Regions from separate parts of the Mus musculus genome. Here regions 1, 2 and 3 are each linked to region 4. Evidence: chromatin contacts called from public Hi-C and HiCAR-type data. All regions are on one chromosome and are shown on one strand. Each heading gives the region's core, a stretch centred on a gene start, on an enhancer-like site or on the middle of the called end of the contact. The rest is flanking DNA. Distances are from core to core; before and after follow the strand shown. Region 1 has its middle 18 kb from the start of Gm45650. Region 2 has its middle 37 kb from the start of Gm45650. Region 3 holds the start of Aadat (aminoadipate aminotransferase). Region 4 holds the start of Mfap3l (microfibrillar-associated protein 3-like).

The links. A called contact is a pair of places that touch in the nucleus more often than the background predicts. HiCAR-type assays count read pairs that join an accessible place to other places.
Region 1: a contact with region 4 is called in a HiCAR-type map of embryonic stem cells, with 4 times the contacts expected there. The contact joins the enhancer-like site here to the promoter of Mfap3l in region 4. A contact is called at or near these places in 4 of 39 promoter capture datasets (the 3T3-L1 cell line, the SN4741 cell line, embryonic stem cells and 1 more), 4 of 484 Hi-C or Micro-C datasets (the 3T3-L1 cell line, embryonic stem cells and uterus), 4 of 115 datasets of contacts at active chromatin or transcription factors (embryonic stem cells and stem cell-derived neural progenitor cells) and 1 of 9 other capture datasets (embryonic stem cells).
Region 2: a contact with region 4 is called in a HiCAR-type map of kidney, with 2.2 times the contacts expected there. The contact joins the enhancer-like site here to the promoter of Mfap3l in region 4. A contact is called at or near these places in 5 of 39 promoter capture datasets (the 3T3-L1 cell line, 3T3-L1-derived adipocytes, embryonic stem cells and 1 more), 7 of 484 Hi-C or Micro-C datasets (3T3-L1-derived adipocytes, Sertoli cells, embryonic stem cells and 4 more), 3 of 115 datasets of contacts at active chromatin or transcription factors (embryonic stem cells, kidney and neural progenitor cells) and 1 of 9 other capture datasets (embryonic stem cells).
Region 3: a contact with region 4 is called in a Hi-C map of nephron progenitors, with 4 times the contacts expected there. The contact joins the promoter of Aadat here to the promoter of Mfap3l in region 4. A contact is called at or near these places in 6 of 39 promoter capture datasets (embryonic stem cells, hippocampal neurons, liver and 1 more), 5 of 484 Hi-C or Micro-C datasets (embryonic stem cells, liver, nephron progenitors and 1 more), 1 of 115 datasets of contacts at active chromatin or transcription factors (embryonic stem cells) and 3 of 9 other capture datasets (adipose tissue, liver and pancreatic islet).

What each region holds. Positions count from the first base shown.
Region 1 is chr8:60,735,567-60,738,793 of GRCm38.p6, reverse strand. No RefSeq gene overlaps it. Among named protein-coding and RNA genes, the nearest start is that of Gm45650, 18 kb to the right of the region's middle. Within about 2 kb of position 1,388, at least 12 of the 459 cell types and tissues checked have an H3K27ac peak or open chromatin away from gene starts, as enhancers often do. A contact at or near this core is called in embryonic stem cells and stem cell-derived epiblast-like cells, where this site is marked.
Region 2 is chr8:60,754,665-60,757,898 of GRCm38.p6, reverse strand. It overlaps the pseudogene Gm45651. Among named protein-coding and RNA genes, the nearest start is that of Gm45650, 37 kb to the right of the region's middle. Within about 2 kb of position 1,633, at least 11 of the 459 cell types and tissues checked have an H3K27ac peak or open chromatin away from gene starts, as enhancers often do. A contact at or near this core is called in kidney, where this site is marked.
Region 3 is chr8:60,504,532-60,507,515 of GRCm38.p6, reverse strand. It overlaps Aadat (aminoadipate aminotransferase), which reads right to left and starts at 1,392. Exons shown (of 13, transcript NM_011834.2): 1 at 1,237-1,392; 2 at 259-427. The coding sequence starts at 1,303.
Region 4 is chr8:60,631,086-60,634,345 of GRCm38.p6, reverse strand. It overlaps Mfap3l (microfibrillar-associated protein 3-like), which reads right to left and starts at 1,521. Exons shown (of 3, transcript NM_027756.5): 1 at 1,288-1,521. It overlaps Gm34730 (a long non-coding RNA gene), which reads left to right and starts at 2,491. Exons shown (of 3, transcript XR_379010.3): 1 at 2,491-2,879.

The sequences.
Region 1 (3,227 bases), core at 139-2,638, 100 kb before region 4:
TTAATTTTCTGCTTTTTACTATTTTTTATACTATTTTTTGTATCTTTACATTTTGGGAGTTGACAATTAAAGCCATGATATAAGATCAAGGCAAGAAAGATAGCAACCCCAGCAACAATTATCAGATCTATTTCGTAGGAGAGCATGCCTCTCACATTAATTTCTTTCTACTTACCAGTACCGCCGTTCCTCAGCTGAAGAGTTCTGAATCCACTCCGGATCCTTCTCAGCAGTCTGTTTTGCAGGAACACTTCATTACCACCGTTCCCCAGCTGAAGAGTTCTGAATCCACGCTGGATCCTTCTCAGCAGACTGTTTTGCGGGAACCTTTATTAACTGCTCCTTCCCCGTGATGCAGTTCTGAATCCTCCCTGTAGCAGGGGGTCTTCGCTCGTGCCTGAAGATGTTTCTTGTCCCGGGTTTTCGGCACCACTTCTTGCGCGCGCTCGACTGGCCAGGAAGAACGACGCTGCAACAGGATCCTTCTGCACACGTTCATTATCATACCTCATTTGCATGTCTCACATCTGATTGGTTATACTCTCAGTACCTTACAGAACCTCATTATCATGCCTGGGCCAGGCAGTGTCTTTGCAAAAAACTTTACTGCATATGTACACATTGGTTGTTTGTCCAATCTTATGCGTGGTGGCCAGCAGTAGTCAGTGCCACTCTGCAACGGCACATGTGGCTTCCCACATGAGCCCAAATAAACCTTTGCGCTTTATCAGCCAAAGAGGTTTTGGTAGATTGTCACAGCAACAGAAAACTGACTACCCCAGTATCATTTGGTCCAATATCAGTGATTGCAGACTGTAGAGATAGGAATATCACCTTATTGTAGTGTTGGGTCTCCAGGGAACAAATGGTCCTGTAGAGTTTGGGGGAAGGATTTTACTTGTAGATGGCTATTGGAGGGAGATTTAATTGGTGAGACCTCACAGCACATTGTGCTTGTCCTCAACTCTGTACCATAAGAATGTACTGGAGGATTCTGGGTGTGGTGATACATACCTTTAATCCTAGCACTTGGGAAGCAGAGGCGGGTTTGAAGCAAGCCTGGTTTACAAACTGAGTTTGGCCAGGACAATTACAAAGAGAAACCCTGCCTCAAAAAATAAAATAAAATAAAATAAAATAAAATAAAATAAACACAGAGAGAGAGAGAGAGAGAGAGAGAGAGAGAGAGAGAGAGAGAGAGAGAGAGAGCAACAAAGCAAAGCAAAACAAAGCAAACAAAACAAAACAACCCACAGGAGTACTGGCAGAAATTAGTGCTATGCTGGTACATAGTCACTAAATGCTGTCAGAACTCTGTACATTGTGGCTGCCAGGAAGTAGATGACCATTCTACTGGTCAGACATGACTCAAACTGGCATTTAAATATGACAGACTGCTCCTTTGGAACTGGGGGGTGGGGGGGGGGGGCGTGCTTAAACTCTTCCTAACCAGTGTTTGTACTAGATTGTAGCTGTCCAGCAGCCACAGAGAACTAGGCTGAAAATAAAAAAGGATGGGCGGGCAAAAGAAGGATGAAGCCAAGACAAAGGTTTCTGACCAAGGCTCAAAGTTTAATTTTCAGCTCTGCATTTATATAGGGAAACCCCACAGACCCATCCTGCACAGACCCATCCTGTCCTTTGTCTCAGGTGGATTGAGTTGCAAAGCAAGCTCAGCAGGTGGTCAACTCCTCAAAGCTCCTGCAGGAAACTGCAAATGCAGCGAGGCTAGGTGCTGACTCTAGCCAGGTTGTAGAATCCACCAGTTTGTTTAGCCTACTCAAGGGGGGGGAGGGGGAGGGAAGGCCACACTAGAACTAGGCTAGTTGTTCTTTTTTTTTTTTAGAGACAGGATTTCTCTGTGTAGCTCTGGCTGTCCTGGAACTCACTCTGTAGACCAGGCTGGCCTCCAACTCAGAAATCCTCTTGCCTCTGCCTCCCAAGTGCTGGGATTAAAGCCGTGCGCCACCATGCCCGGCTCTGTTCTTTAAAACAAGACCTCATCCTCATCCCAAACTGTCACATTTACATTTACCTTAGGGAACAGTAAAAAAGAGCTCTTTATAAGATGTGTAGCTCATAGGGAAGTGGAACTGTCTTCTAAGGCTGGATAGCAGATGATGGTTGGGGGGGGGTGTAGTTTTTTTTTCTCTCAGCCTGAAACTTTGTTTAAGGGTGGAGCTTCTCGCTTAATCGTTTTGTCACGCCCACTGTTGGAACCTGCCGCTTTGCTGTTTAGAGCCATACACGTGGTCACCCTGCTACTAGACCCAGAGATTATTTGGCGGGAATCGGGCCCCTTCCCCTGCTTCATAACTGCGTGCAGAACAGTAAAATTGAGCTTTGATCAGAATGCCTGTCTTAGCTGCATTTCTTTCTCTCCTCGCCTAGCCCCTCTTCTAGGTTTCCAAAATGCCTTTCCAGGCTAAAACCCAGGCTATAATCTACTGGCCAGACACAACGGGGGGGAGGGGCAACTGCCTAGCGTGTACCAAGGAGCATCTGGCATCCTTGACTGATCCCTGTAAAATGGCCCTTGTCTAAATTGGTTACTAAAATACACATGAAAATACAAATGACCTAATTTAACTGTTTCAATTGTTCATTGTGGAATTTGACCTTTGGACCTGAAAGGCACAGCCTGTGGGAGTCTTTAGAATTATTTTTGTGGTTTCAATAAGCTCATGTGATTGAATACCTATCCCAAATGGAGTGGCATTGTGAGGAGGTGTGGCCTTGTTGAAATAGGTGTGGCTTTGTTGGAGGAAATGGGGCTGGGCTTTGAGGTCGCAGGTACTCTAGATAGATCTAGTGTGACATTCATTCATGCAGCCTGTGGATCTAGACATTGAACTTTCAGCTCCTTCTCCAGCACCATGTCTGCAAAATGCAACCATGCTTCCACAATGATGATAATGGACTGAGCCTCTGAACAGTACTCCAGGCCCAATTAAATGTTTTCCTTTATAAGCATTGCTGTGGTCATGCTGTCTCTTTACAGCAACAGAAACTCTAACACAGTTATATTGATAGAACCTTTTACAGAGTGGACACAAACTGTAGTCACTCATCCTTGAACTGCATAGATTCGTTCAGTATACTCTCCACACTCTATTCTCTTCACTGTCTCCCTAAAACTAGCCATAAGGGACTTCTTTTATTTGCTGCTCCCCCCACCCCCTGTGAGGGAGTGGACTATTTTGCTTTGGACTCAAATTCATAGCTAG
Region 2 (3,234 bases), core at 384-2,883, 120 kb before region 4:
TGAAATGCAATTCACGTGTCATGCAATCTGCCTGTTTAAACCTGGTGAGGCATGGTGTCTTACAGGGCTCTGTTACTGTCACCATCTAATTTCAGAACATTTTGATCCGCTAAACAAAATCCAGTATCTGTTTGCCATCACTTTCCACCTTATGGCCCCAAGGAGCCCTACTGCATCAGCAATTTTAACGTTTGCTTCTGGGGTTGCTATATCCTATTGTGGATTTTTTTTTTAATACAAGTGGAATCATCACTCTGTTCTTTTGCCATTAACGTCTTTCACTTAATGTAGTATTTTATGCTTCATTCATATTGTAGTATTATAAGCACTTTATTGTTTCTATTACATGAACAAACTGCATTTTATGGTATCCATTTGTGGGTAAATAACTGGATGGTTTATACATATATTTTAACAATTAAGTCAATTTATGAAAACAATTGACTTACGCATCTACAATGGTGACTTCAGCCTCCACTCCCGGCTCAATACTGATGGAAGTAATCTGTTCAACAACCTCAGAAGGACTGTGTGAATCTTGAGGATCCTCATTTGGAAATGCTCCCATATCCTGGAACCTTCACCACAAGATGTTTTTCTGGTAGTGATGCTCAGTGTCTTGGTAGGCATGCACACCGGTCCTTTCACTTTTCCTTTTGTGCCTCTGAACAAGTCCATACAAACCTTCTCCAGCAACTTCATGTTGCCGCTGGCGAGTGTGATTCGAATTCAGTGAATCCCCACTTCCGGCTCCGCGGGCATCGTTTCCTGGTATCTTTAAATTCTAAGCATGGCTGAGGTGCACAGCTTCCTGAATGATTTGTTCCTCAGCAGGAGCAAACAGCAGTGAGTCAGGATGGAGCAGACTGACTGAACAGAGCTCTGCAGCACATATCACCATGTCTCAGAAAGTGGTATATATTTTTTTTCTTAAAAAGATAATGATGCTGTTGATAGTTGTGTGTAAGTTTTGATGTAGACATAGAAGCAGTATGCTAACTCTGTTTTTAGAGGGACAGGTGAACTGTATAATATGATTTTTGTTTTGTTTTTATCATTTATTCTTAAACTCGTTTGTGTGTGCGTGTGTTCACACATGTGTGCGCGTGCATGTGTATGATGTGGCTGCATATGTGTACATAAGGATGCATGTGTGTACAGTGCATGTGAAGGCCTAAACTTCACATTGGGTCTCTTTTGCCATTGCCTCTTACATTGTATGCTGAAGTAAGGTGTCTTGCTGAACCCGGGGCTCATCAACTCTGGCTAATCTAACCACCTTGACCAGGCAATGGCCATCTCTGTCCCTTGAGAGTTGGGATTAAGTGGCTGCCACAACTGCCTGACTTATACAAACTGATACCCAGTTTCCCTCTTTGGAGGCAAATGGTGTTACTTATGTCTTGGATGGTCTTCCAAGGATGATATTTAAATGACGTTTTAGTTTGAATAACATGAAAACAACCAGAGCAAAGGGGAGAATAAACTTTGTTCTCAACTTGTTTGGTTTGGTTAATAAAAAAGTCAGAGTCAGAACTGCATGTGCTCCCGTGATGGCTTTGTCTCAAGGCGAATGCCAGTGAAGGACTTAGCGGTTTAATCATCATCCCAAGTAGCCCGAGGCGCTCACCAAAGCGGCCCACTTCTCTTTGACCTGCCGCATTCTGGCGCCCATTTCACTCTGCCCACATTCCTGCACACACGGTCTGGTGATTTTTATCTTCCTTAACTACATTTCTGCTTCATGCTCCTGGAAATTGTCTTCAGAGCGCTCCTTGCTGTCGCTTATCTTAACTTCCAAATCTTATCTTGCGTTTTGCTCTTTTGTCCTCTCACGGAACTCCTCCAGGAGACAAGACTGTGAATTTTTAACAAGCACGTTCTTCTCCACATCCGGGCTTGGAACTTGTATGCTTTCCCTCTCAGAGGGCTTCTCCTTTGCCCTTCTCTGACCGGCTCATGGCCACTCCTAGGTACCAGCTTACTGGAGACCTCATGGAGCATCTCTTTGCTGAAGCCGGTCTCCTTACTCCCACACTTCACTGCATTTGCTGGTTGATTTAATTCAGGATTCATTAGACATGAATGTGTTTGCTCATTCATTGCCCGGGATAATTTATTCTAGAGTAGCCTATAATCTAAAACAAGGAGTATACTATAGCTGCTTCTCTATTTTTGTGTGGCCCCAGGAGTAAATATAAGTGTACATTATTGAACAACTATTTGCAGTAAAAAGAAAGCAAAGGGTATGCTGCTGAGGTTTTACATGATCTGAAATTTTTGAATATTTACTATATGGCTTTCTTACAAAAAATTGATTCCTGTCTAAACCAAGGATCTCTAAAGGAATACACACACACACACACACATACACACACACACACACACACACATATGTCATAAGAAGACATGAAGCTACTTCATATGTTTTAATGTATTTTCTTACAGTTATTATGTATATTTTATAGAGATATGAATTTTATATAGAGTATAAGCATACTATTTATAATGTATTCATTTTAAAGATTATTTTTATTTATTCATGTGTTTGTGTATATGTGGGTGCCTGCAGGAACCAGAAGAGAGTATCTGATCGCCTGCAACTAGAATTATAGGTGATTTTGATGTGGGTCCTGGGAACTGAACTTGGATCCTCTGTAAGAGTAGAAAGCACTCTTAACCACTTGGCCATCTCTCTGCTCTCTGATTTATAATTCATGCATACATTATGTGAGTAACTTGTGTGCCATTGAAAGGGGAGAAGGGTTTCTTTTGGTTCGTGGCTTGAGGTGGCACTACCCACAACAGTGGAGCATGGTGGAGCTCACAGCTGTTCACAGCTGGGGTGGTGACAGTGGGAGGTTGTTCACTTACATTTCAGGGGACCAGGAATCATAAGGATGGGTCGGAACTAGGACATGGCTATGACCCATAAGGCCCACATCACAGTGAGTTACTTCCCCTATATAACCCCGCTAGTAAAAGTGCCATTGTATCCCCAAATATCACCACCAGCTGAAGACCAAATGTCTAGACATGCGAGGCTATGAGGCACACTGTACATTCAAATCTAACTGCAGGTGTGTGGATGACAAATGAAAGACTTTACTGGTGTGGGTGTGTGCGTGTGCGCTCCTGTGTCTGTGCACATGTGTGCATGCATGCGCATGTGTGTGCACATACATGTGTATGCACCTGGATGCATGTTCATCAAGGTTAGATGAAATGGGTGTC
Region 3 (2,984 bases), core at 143-2,642, 130 kb after region 4:
GTTCTTTTCAGTATCATACTCAGCTCAAATGGGACTTCCTTGTAGATGTTTCTCTGGCTCTCCCAGTCACTTAAGGTTGAAAGCTCATCACTGGGGTGTGTGAAGCATTTAGTACTGATTTTGCTTTTAATATTTTAAAGTCTTCTCCCAACTTCCCCAGTCATTGTACACCCCATTAACAAAAGATCTCAGTCACATCATCAATGGCATTTAAAAATGAACCAATAGAATTCTACCGTCTATTGGTCACTTACTTACCCATAGCTTGGAGAGTATTGGAGGGCCCTTTTGATCAAGTCGTCTTCAAACCGGATGGTGCTTCCGTTTTCCACAGTGAAGGCAGCTGACTTAAAGGGGAACATGCTCGGGTTTGGAGATCCAGGAGCCAGGGAGATGAGGGTTTTTGGTGCTTTGCTCAGTATGTCCGCTATGATAAACACAAAAAGAAGAAAAAAAATGTGTCCACCGTCCTGTGGTCTGAACATTAATGTCCCTGACCAAGTCCTATACTCGACTCTAGTACTTGATATGCTATATTAAAGATGGGATTAGATCATTAAAAACTCTGCCGTCAGAAATGGAATTAGTGTTCTTACAGAAGAGACCGAGCTGCAGCGAGAAGCATCATTTATTTGGATTTGTCCTCACTGGGTACCTGATGTTGGGCATGGCAGTCTCCAGAGCCGACAGAACATTCTTGCTGTTTATTAAATTACCACTCCTCTCCTCTAGTCTGACAAAGCAGCATACTGGGCTAAGACTGAATGCTAGTCTGAAATAAATACAAAGTAAATTTTTCTAGACTTTCTCACTGGGGGAGGAATCCAAGAATGCAGATGGCGAAGAAAAATGGAGAGGGCCCCAGCAGCAGAAGGCCTTTTTCCCTGTTGCCCAATACCTGTGTGTGTCCCAACTCCACCTCTGGGTCCCATTCCCCAGTCCTTTAAGAGCCTTTCTCTACAGCTGGCTTGAAAGATGTGCCTCATGCTTGGCCCTTTGGCTCATCTCCAACACCTCAGCAAAAATACTCACTGCCTTGCCTTGCCTTCCAAGCCAAGCTCTTAGTGAACAAAAGTTAAATAACTCCTCCTTCACTAATGCTCACAGGTTGTCTTCACACTTGAATGAATGGGCACAAACCCTAGCGGTGAGCGCCAAAACAGGGCACCATGCAGAGCTTCCGCTAAGAAAACTCCACTCTTGCAGAGCAGGGAGGGCTCTGGCTTTGTTTTTCACCTGTAGTTCTGATGGGAGATGGCTTTCTGGCCAGGCTCGTTGCAGTGAGGAACCGTGAGTAATTCATGTCTCTGCTGGTCGCGTGGAGCAGGATTCAGAAAGCCAGTCACTCGGGATGCACTGTTAGCTGTCCCTGTGTAGTGCCACCCAATCTGCCTGCCTACCGGCTGCGGTAGGTGTCTGAGATCTAAATAGACCCGGGTCAGGAGGCAGAAGGGACAAAGTCCATCCACAGAGGGGCAGTGGCTGACCCGGGTGCCCTCTCCCGCCCCGCCGGCCGGCCTATGGCAGCTGACCACAGGCAGCCCAAGTCACTGGTCAGGGATGGGCTTGGAGAGACGAAAACCGCTAGGCCCTGCTGTGATGCACGATAACAACAGGGATCGGTGCCCGAATTCACATAAACGCAGCGTGGATTCTTGACCTTGCTGCTCAGAGTCTCGCAACTGCTCAGAGCCTCGCAGCACAGCTTTGCTATTGGCCAGCCCCCCAAACCCTCCCCTTCAGATCTTTGAAATGAGCCTCTGGAAGCTGATGGTATCTCAGGATCCTGGTCCTTTAGTACCCTCTGGTGGTAGTTTTATTCCATTGCAGCAGGCATTATAATAGGTGCTTAGCCTTGTTTCTCAGTATCAAGGTGTCTGTCTCTCTGTCTCTCCCTGTCTCTCTCTATCTCTCTGTCCCTTTCTGTCTCTCTTTCCCTTCCCTCTCTCACCCCCACCCCCCAAATCTTCAAGGGGACCCAGATGAATTCAGGTAACTTTACAAAGTAGAAGCCCGGTAGAGTAAGTGGGGATAGTTACTCCCAACCCCAAATTTGAAGACTAAATCTGCAGTCTCCTCGATTCTCAGCCTCTTCTCCCACTGAGTTCCAAAGCTTCCACTGTGTAAGTGCTCGGTTGAAAGTGTGTTGGGTATGGTGAAGATAAAGCGATTATCGAGTATGAAATTACCTGGTTGATGACCATACAAAGAGAAACTGTCTTAAGTTCACAGTTATTTAAAGGAGGGAGCGGTGAATGAATCGCTCAAGGAGTACTTTTGGAAGCTGAGGTGCCTGGGCCATATAGTGAGTGAATTCCAAAATTAATAAAGAACAGCTGAAAACTCAGGGTTCAAGCTTGTCCCTGGGAACAGGACATCTCATGACGTTTGAGGTGTCAGCTTTATTTGACCACTGTAGCTTAAACTAGCTGTGTCAGGCAAGGACTTTGCATCCAAGAGGATGGTCCTCGGGCTGGCAAGAGGGGCTTTGGAGTTATAACCATTCTGACTCTAAAAATAATACGTGCCACAGATAGCCTGACTTCTCAGTGTTGGAGGCCAGCCTCTTCCTGCACTCGTACACTCTGAAGACAGAGCACGAGGCATAGACTCTAAGACCATCAAATCATGAAATAAAGATTCTTTAAAAAAAAAAAAGCTTGCTGCGTTTTCTATGCAGACTTTTCTGTGTTTTAGTTAAGTTTAAATATTGTCTTGATAAAACACCATGACCAAGGCAACTTAGAAAACATTCGATTCAGTGTCCACTGTTCTGCTGGGTTAGATTCTTTGGCCATCATGGCAGGGAGCATGGCAGCAGGCAGTCATGCAGGCATGGCGCTGAAGCTGTAGCTGAGAGATTACAGTTGGATTCTCAGGAAAGAGGCAGGGAGAGATCCCTGGGAAAGATGTGGGTGCTCGAAACTTAGGAGCTTTCTCCAAGCAATATACCTCCTCCAACAAGACCCCACCTCCCCAACTTC
Region 4 (3,260 bases), core at 272-2,771:
TGCTATCAATCAGAAAGACACAGCTAAGGAAAGATCCCACTTGTCTCTTTCTAAACAGCACAAGGCATAGCTAGGTGGAGCAATCAGGGCACATTGTAAACGTGGTGCATCACACAGAGCCAGGTAATGTAACCAGTCATGTGCTGGGCTCCTCAAACTTGTAAGTATTTTAATAGATGAATATGGGTAGCTGTAGGGGAAAACAGTAACATTACCTTAGAAGGTACAGATTGCATTTTTGTGCATTAGCTCACTGCCTGCAAACTACCTTGCTCTAATTTAGTCTCTCCTGAAAAACAATTCTTTTTCCATCTTGCAGATTTAATCCTGAACATTTTACTATGTTGAGTGTAGTAGCAACTTTAAAAAAAAAGTGTTTTGCCTGGGGGGGGGGGAGTGAGAAAACTTCAAAAACCACTGTTTCTGCAATGCTGATTCCAAGTTCCTAATATAAAGCTAGAGCAAATAAAGATTGCTACAGTAACCACACTTTGAACAAGTGTCTTTCAAAACAATGACGACGGAGCCATAATATTTTCTACAGGGTGAGCAGCTGATGTACCTGCAAACATCTTCTTTTCTTTTTTCCAGTTTGCTTTATAAACCTTGGAATTTGCGATCCCAGGCTAATTTAAAGAGGGAGACAAGCAATTCTCGGGCTTAAAAAGGATTGACTCGGCATTTACTTTTTTAGCCAAAGAAGGACGTTCCCCCATTCCAGGCCACCAGACAATTTGGTGTCAACTTGCTATGGTGGGAAATGCGACAAACTCCAAGAGCTCTCAAGACAAGGAAGCAGCTCTTAGCACCAGCTGCTTCCCACACTCCTGCAGCATCAGGACGCGGCGCTTCGGAGCTCCCCACGCCGCCTTCCGGGCAAAGGCCAGTACACCCTTCCCTGTCTGGGGAAACTGAGGCACCGTGACAAGAACGATCCACAGCTGGGCGAAGAGCCCTGTCTCTGCGTGGCATCCTCCTTCTCCCGGGAGATTGGGAAGGCTCTGTGCTAACGCGCTGTGGACAGCGCGCCCCTGGCCATCAGAAGGTTGTGGCACGAGCCTTGGACGCGACTGTCCCCAACCCGCCGGTCTCCGCCCTGCATGTACTTCCAGCATCCTGCGACCAGCCACGAGCTGGGAGAGCAGGGCACCTCCAGGCGCGTAGCCTCGCCAGCCCAGGCGTCCGAAAGTTCTGCAGCTCGGGCGGCCGCTGACCACAAACCCGGTGCGAGGCTCCCTCCTACTGTAGCCCGCCGCCCAGGCTCGCCCGCCCAGTGCCCTCACTGACCTGACACCGCTGCGCCACTCGGGTGGTCGCCGTGCACCTCTCGCCATGGCCACCCGGGGAGCTCTGCAGCACCGAGCGTGTACCAACCTCCTCCGCCGCCCGCGCCTCTTCTCGATGCGGGTTACGAGCCCCGCCGCCGGGAGCCGGAGCTTCCCACCTACGGGCTCCAGAGCCGGCGAGAGCCGAGCATGCCCAGTGCGGCTCCCGGCGGCGCCGAGGTCCGGTGCACTCTGCACAACCGGGTTTTCGCCGCAGCCGCGGCCCGGGGCGGGCCGCTGCGGGTGGTGGGCTCCGCCCACCCCGGGCTGGCCCTGCAGTCTGCAGGGAAGCATCGTGCTCAGAGAGCCCGGCCTCTGGGCGGGACCGGGCGGCCACTGGGCGGTGCTCCCGCGCTCCACCCTGCCTCTTCCTCCAGACTCAGTGGTGCTAGGGCAGCGTGACTGGTAATTGTGGGGAGGCAGGGCGCTGCCGGCGTTGTCACCTCAACTTTCCGGAGCGTCGCGTCTCAGTGGCGTTCAAGGACACGCAGGCAAAGGCGTCTTCGAATGTCATCTTGGATGCCACGGGCAACCAGCCTACCCACGCATTAACCAACCTAGTCTCTAAGGCTGTCTTGTCACAGCACCTCGCGAGCAGGAGCATATGGGGCCTCCTAGGCGGCCGGCCGCGCTGTCACAGCAAAAGCACAGTGGACGCCTCGAAGTGGCACGACAAGACACAGCAGGGTGTTTGCGGTGGATTCTGAGTGGTGTGGTTCCGCGAAAATTTATAAAACTGCCCCTTAAAATTATTTGCAGTTTCGACATTCTCTCTAAAGAGCAGTTAAGTTGTTCTGATGAGAAAAAATAAGTATTCTAAAAATATTTTTACCACCTACATAAGTTTTCTGTGAACAGTCCTGCAATATTAGTGGATCTCTCCCCTGCCATCCCACACGCATTTAAATATTATGTACCTATCATCTATCTTTCTGTCTGTCTATCTATCTATCTATCTATCTATCTATCTATCTATCTATCTATCTATCTATCTATCTATCTATCTATCTATCTATCATTCTATCTATCTATTTAAGGGAGATCTTGTCAGTTTCTGGGACAGTGACCAAGCTCTTCTTCCCTGGCTCTTCTATCCTGGCCCCCTCCGGCCACGCCCCACACCGTGTTTTTTTTTTTTTTTTTTTTAAGAAGGGTAGCCCCGCCCCCACACCTATGTTGGTCATAGGCTGCTGGAAAAACACGGAGAGTTGGATTAAGCAAATTAACGCTACTAAAGTGGCTCAGGCTGTCAGACCCCGCGTATTCCACTCTGAGTTAGGAACAGCTGTCAAGATGACAGGAAGCTGTTAACGGGATAGCAGTCGACCTCCTTCTCTGTGACTGACAAACCCAGAGGCAAAGTATTGTCTGTGACCTCAAGCCCTGAGTTCCGCCGCAGAAGTGGCTGCAGGCAACTGAGCATGCTCTGAACAGTGCCAGACTGCTGCACGTGGTTGCCTCTGGCATCTGGCTGCCCAAGGTTGAGGAACATCAAGACACCAGAGCTCAGAAGACAGGAGGAGGGAGCTGCCCTTACAGCAAGCAATAGCATGGGTACGTGGGACGAACGGACGAACGCTGGTGCAGAGGGATTTATGTGCCAATGGATGCACGGGCTCTCGTTTCTAAGCATATCAAAACCTAGTCCTTCTCCAAAAGCCTGAGAAATGGAAATCATACTTGAACATTAGTTTCCATAGCATCTTAGCTCAACGAACCTCCCTGCCTCTTTCAAAAACCTAATCCGTTCAAGTTTTCAGTAACCATTCTGTACAGTTGTAGCTGAGAACCACACGGAATCTGTCTCCCTTTGTTCCAGTCAGTCATGTGTATTCTTGTAAAGTATTTTGGTATTCGCTTTGGTTCTATTTCTTTTCCTACCCACTCCTTTTTATTTTTTCCTGTCGCAAACCTGCAGAATACTCCCGTTCTATC